Regions from separate parts of the Anas platyrhynchos genome. Here region 2 is linked to region 1. The links are chromatin contacts, called in public Hi-C maps. All regions are on one chromosome and are shown on one strand. The core of a region is the stretch at or near the end of the contact, and the rest is flanking DNA. Distances in the headings are between cores, read along the strand shown. Region 1 has its middle 38 kb from the start of HLF. Region 2 holds the start of PCTP (phosphatidylcholine transfer protein).

What was found. A called contact is a pair of places that touch in the nucleus more often than the background predicts.
Region 2: a Hi-C map of subcutaneous adipose tissue shows a contact between it and region 1, with 4 times the contacts expected there. The contact joins the promoter of PCTP here to the enhancer-like site in region 1. A contact is called at or near these places in 2 of 8 Hi-C or Micro-C datasets (liver and subcutaneous adipose tissue).

What each region holds. Positions count from the first base shown.
Region 1 is chr19:5,489,018-5,491,717 of IASCAAS_PekinDuck_T2T, forward strand. No RefSeq gene overlaps it. Among named protein-coding and RNA genes, the nearest start is that of HLF, 38 kb to the left of the region's middle. Within about 2 kb of position 1,419, at least 3 of the 8 cell types and tissues checked have an H3K27ac peak or open chromatin away from gene starts, as enhancers often do. A contact at or near this core is called in subcutaneous adipose tissue, where this site is marked.
Region 2 is chr19:5,606,575-5,609,274 of IASCAAS_PekinDuck_T2T, forward strand. PCTP (phosphatidylcholine transfer protein) reads left to right here and starts at 1,447. Exons shown (of 6, transcript XM_027471423.3): 1 at 1,447-2,010. The coding sequence starts at 1,480.

The sequences.
Region 1 (2,700 bases), core at 169-2,668:
TATATATGTCTATCTACATACATATAAATTTTTCATATTGTGTGTTTAACACATTATAATAATAATTATTATAATACTACATTAATATATTTCATTACTATAAAGGTTGATTTTACTATATATGTTACATATTATGCACTAAATAGTGTATGTGCTGGCTGAAGCCCCATCCAACCTGGCCTTGAGCACTTCCAGGGAAGGGAACATCCACAACTCCTCTGGGCAGCCAGTGCCAAGGCCTCACCGCACCTTGAGTGAATAATTTATTCTTTTTATCTCATCTAAACCTACCCTTTTTAGTTTAAAGCCTTTAACCCTTGTCCTGTCACTGCACACCCTGATAAAGAGTCAGTCTCTCCTCATCTTTCCTATCGGCCCCCTTTAAATACTGGAAGGAAATATTATGTGTTATAGATGGATAATACAGACTGTAGGGCTAAATAAAACACATTTTAAATATGCATACATATGCGTATATTATATATTGTATATGAAGTATGTGTGCACACAGAAAGATGTGTACAGACACATTTGTAACAAGAATGATCCTGACCCCGCTGTGTCCCTGGTGCCATGAGGCCTGGGCCTGCCCACCCCTATGGCCGTGTTCTGCGGCCTGTGTCCTGGTTGCCTTTAACAACATCACACCCTGTGCTGCCTCTGCCAGCTGCAGTGCCCCCAGAAGCACCTCTGGCAGCCTGTTGATGGGCTGCTTCAGGTTTTTAAGCAAAAACAGGGCCTGTGCTCAGTGTGTGGCCTTTGGCCAGCGCAGCTGAATCCACACCCATGCCGGCGCAGAGGCCACATCTCCGCAATGCCCGGCTGCTGGCAGCCTGGCTCTTCCCCACAGAACTACAGCTTTGTCTGCTATTTTTAGGGGATTTCAGCCTTTTTCTGAGGAACACCTGCTACCTCAGGGTGCCACCAAGGCTCCACTTCAGCTAAAGCTGTCCTTACCGCCTCCTCCTTGCCCAGCAAGACGCATGGCACTCGACAGCCTCCTCCTCTCTGGGAAAGAGGGCATCTAAAAGCAGCGCCACGAACTAATTAATGCCTGTCGTTGAATGCAGCGAGTCTGGGGGTGGGCAGCTGAGCCCCGGGGCTGAGCTGGACATGGCCGCTGTGTGCCATCAGTTAAACCTCCTGCACCTCCAGCCCAGCACCTCGCAGCTCCCATCTGCCGGTGCCTGGTGCCCTCTGGAGGACACCGGAGACCTCACCACGGCCATGGCCAGCCGCAGCCGCCGTTTCAGGGACACAAAAGCCCCACGAAAGCACGAAATACAACGTATTTATAAAAATAGCTTCCAGAAAGAGCCCACAGGCAAGAAACTACGGCACTGTAACCTCAGCACTGAGCACTGGGTCCTGCACTGCCTTATGAAAAGAGTCCTGGCTCTGTCACACTTTGTGTTAGCTGCAGTTCAAGCCTAGTTGTGTTGCTGGGCTCAGGCAGCTTTGCTCTGCCTCTGGACACACAGGTCAGGGCTCGGCTTGCTGCATGACAAGGCTGGGCTGGGGTTTGTGTTGCCCCAGCCACCATTAGCAGGGCGCAGTGACCTGGGTGAGCTCTTTCTGCTCATCCTCTTCCCCAAAGCACATAAGATATAAAATAAATACGACTTTACCAGGAGCAAAGAACACGTCTTGGATCAGCAGCATCAACAGGGGTTGGACTCGATGATCCTTGTGGGCCCCTTCCAACTCAGGATGTTCTGTGCTTCCACGATCCTATTAACACAAGGGTGTCACTTATTTACAGTGTTTTAAGCTCTTCTTGCTGGCAAGGAGGCAATGATGGCTTTGGAGGCCTGGGGGGTCTAATGCTGACAGGGCTTAGCAGCCATTTTAGTGCCCTGCTCAGTGTGCGAGCACTCCTTGCAGCCCTGCCATCACTGGGGTACCCAAGGGTGCCCTGTAGTCTTTTTCTTTTTTTTTTTTTTTTTAACTCAAGCCCCACGTTTCATGAAACCTGTAGGAATTTAAAAGCTTTGAGAGTTTTTTAACCCTCTATTAAGCTTCTTCAGCTGCTTAAAAAGCATTACTCTGGAGGGAAATAAACAGATAGTGCATGCCTGGCAGCTGTGTTTTCCACAGCAAGACAGACCTGAAAGGAGAAAGAGAAAGAGAAGAAAAAGAAAAAGGAAAAGGAAAAGGAAAAGGAAAAGGAAAAGGAAAAGGAAAAGGAAAAGGAAAAGGAAGGGAAAAAAAAAAAAAAAAAAGGAAAAGGAAAAAGAACAGAGCCTTAAATATGACCTCTCAGTTTCTGCTGCATTTTTGCTTTTCATTTCTACATACAACCATACTGCAAATGTGAGTGTGCATGGGAGAAATGGGAGATACCATGGGTGTGAATACAGAGCTGCATTTCACCGCCAGCTACAGAGAAGCCTCTTGAACTGCAGCTGTATCGCCACAAGCCCTCAGTCTCTGCTGCAGGGGAGCTCACAGCTCCAGAGCCGTGTGCTTGGCTGGGGATGCCAGGCCCCATCCTGCAGCACTGGACCCTGCCAGCTCCAACACAAGGGGTCACGCACGAGCCATGCTCAGCTCCTGAGAGCTGGGCTCAGCTCCAAACCGCCTTTTTTTTTTTTTTTTTTTTTTCCCCTTTTCTCTTTATGACTATCATCTCCCTAATATATTTCTCTCTCTGCGGTGCTGCAGCAGGACAAGGGAGCCTGTGAAAATGTAAGGCCAGGG
Region 2 (2,700 bases), core at 197-2,696, 120 kb after region 1:
AACAAAAATGAAAATAGAAAATAAAGTCTCCTTTCTGAACTGTTTGTGCTTTCTTAGTAAGCACCACTCCCTATTTACCAAGAAAAAAGGTCACATATTATTGTCGTTTTCAAAACACTGGTCCCTAGAGTAGTCTTGTGAGATAAACCTCTCTTTTTCCATGAGAGTGCTGGGGGGGGAGGCAAGAAAGGCCAGCCAGCTGCAGCCAACTTAGTGCTCTGATGCCATGCAGACAACCATATAATGCAAAACATTGACTGTAAAACAGCAGGGAACCCTGAGCTGTGATCACTTTAGTTCTGTTGCACAGATGAGGCTCCTTAAGAGATCATGAAATCTCCCAGGCTCACTTACAGGCCTTTGCCTGCTTGTTAAACATCAACTTTTGACTCACGACTCCTTTTTCATATGTGAGACTCTACAAACAAGAGCCACCAGCTCTTACAGTCTTGCATGAGTCCTATTTCAAACCATGAACGGGATTTAAGTGAGACAGAAATTTGGTAAAATTGCTGCAAAAGTAAAACTACTGTTTAAAGAAATATTTCTGCAAGGTAAATCAGTCTCGCTTAGAGATCACAGCCTCCTATTCCATTTCAAAGTCAGGAGCCTCAGAGCAGCATAGCTCCACTGAAGCCAACTTAGTTCAGTCATGCAAAATGTATTGTCATCATGTTTTGGAGAACCAGCTGGGCTGACTGAAAGCACGACATTGTAATTCACAAAGAACACAAACAAAAATATTTATACATATTGTATAAATATTAATAATAAAATGCCATAATACATGTAAACACATGAAAATAAAACAAAAGAACTGGAACATTTGCACAACAACTTCATTGAGACGGTGGGAGGAGGTACAGAGGTATGGAGACTTATTGGCATTCATGACATCATTCCAGACAGAAGCTATAGGTCAAATTCTGGCATTAAACCTGGGCAGGAAAGGACAGTGGGACACCATCCTGCCCTCCACCATGAGCTCGTCTCCAAAAGTTTTCGGGAGCTCTTATGAACCCACTGTGCAAGGATAACCGTAAGTGCAACTCAGCTTTTATGCCCTGAAAGAGTCAGCCAAAAATCCTCATGCTCTGCTTGCAAACCAGTTGACTGGAAGTGGAAGGGACAGCTGACATAAGTGAACTCTTTGTCAAAGAAGTCAGCAGCTTGGCAGAGAAACTGGAAAACGATAAATGTTGCCAGACTTGCACAGAGGTTACCATGACCAACACTGGGCTAGTGCTGGCAGGCAGGCTAAATTTTAGTAGGTCTGATGAAGCCCCATACCCATGGGAGTGAACCACAGGAGGTTTCATAACCTTATGAGGAAGAACTTCTTTACAGTTCGGGTGACAGAGCACTGGGACAGGCTGCCCAGAGAGGCTGTGCAGTCTCCTTTGGAGATGCTCCAAACCCATCTGGAAGCCATCCTGTGTACCATGCTCCAGGTGACGCTGCTTGAGCAGCGGGGACTAGATGACCTCTGGAGATCCCTTCCAACCTCAACCATTCCGTGACTCTGTGACCTCCACCCTCGGGGAGCACAGCAGGCCCAGAGCCAACTGGATGCAGCTCTGGGATGCCACCGCTCCCGGCCCCATTTACCGAGACCCCACAGAGGGGCTGACTGGCAAAACTGCACGGGGAGCGGTCCTGGGTGCTCGTAAGCCCCGCGGTCTCCCGATGGCCCAGACCCCAGACCCCAGACTCCAGACCCCAGACCCCACACCCCCGACCCGTTCCCCGGCGCGGCCCTCAGCGCGGCCCCTGGGTGCCATGACAGGGCCGGGCGGCCGGGCGGGAGGGGCTGTGGCGGCCATTGGCTGTGCCGGGCGCTGCCGCCGCCGCCGCCTCCCGGCGCGGAGAATGGAGGCGCCGCCGCCTCGGGGCTTCTCCGAGGAGCAGTTTCGGGCTGCCTGCCGGGAGCTGGACCAGCCGGCGCCGGTGGCGCCCTGGCAGCTCCTGGTGGAGAGCATGGGCGTGAGGATCTACCGGCTATACGACGAGGTGGGCGGGCGGGGGAGCTCCCCCACGCCACAGAGGGTGGCGGGGCCTCGGGCGCTCCCCGGCCGGGCCCGGAGCGAGGAAGCGGGGCCGGGCCCGGGCGGGAGGAGCGGGGCGGCCCCGGGGGCGGCCGGGCTGCGGGAGGCGCCGCCGAGTCCCGCCGGCCCCGGCTCGGTTTCGCCGTGCTCCCAGCAAGCAGCTTGCCCAGTAATGCTATTAAGTGCTGCCGGGGAAAGCCGCTCTGCCGCGGGGAGCTCCAGGTTCGCCAGCGGCCGGGGTCGGGGTGGCTCCTGCGGCGGCCTGGGGGTGAAGGGAAACCCCTCCCTGCGCACCTGCGCCAGGACCTGCCGGCTCCCCGCCTTCTCCCCCTCTCCAAAACTCCTTCCGAGCTGAATTTTTCACCTTTCTGCCCCTAACATCAGGAGGTAGTTCAAAAACGGTGGGGGTGAAACTCTGCTTTTATATGGATGGACTGTTAAGCTGGCTGAAAAACATGCAGGTGTTTTTCTTGTGCTTCTTGCGAACTGACCCCGATTTGGGGAAGGTGGAGGAGGGGCTGGGAAGGCTGCAAGGGAACGGCATAGGTCCGGTCTTCTGATGTTGCTGGGAAATAAGTCTCTTGCTTATTCTGTCATTCAGTTGCCTTGAAGTGCCCCAGGAAAAGAAGAACCATGTCTTAAGAGGAGGGTCTTC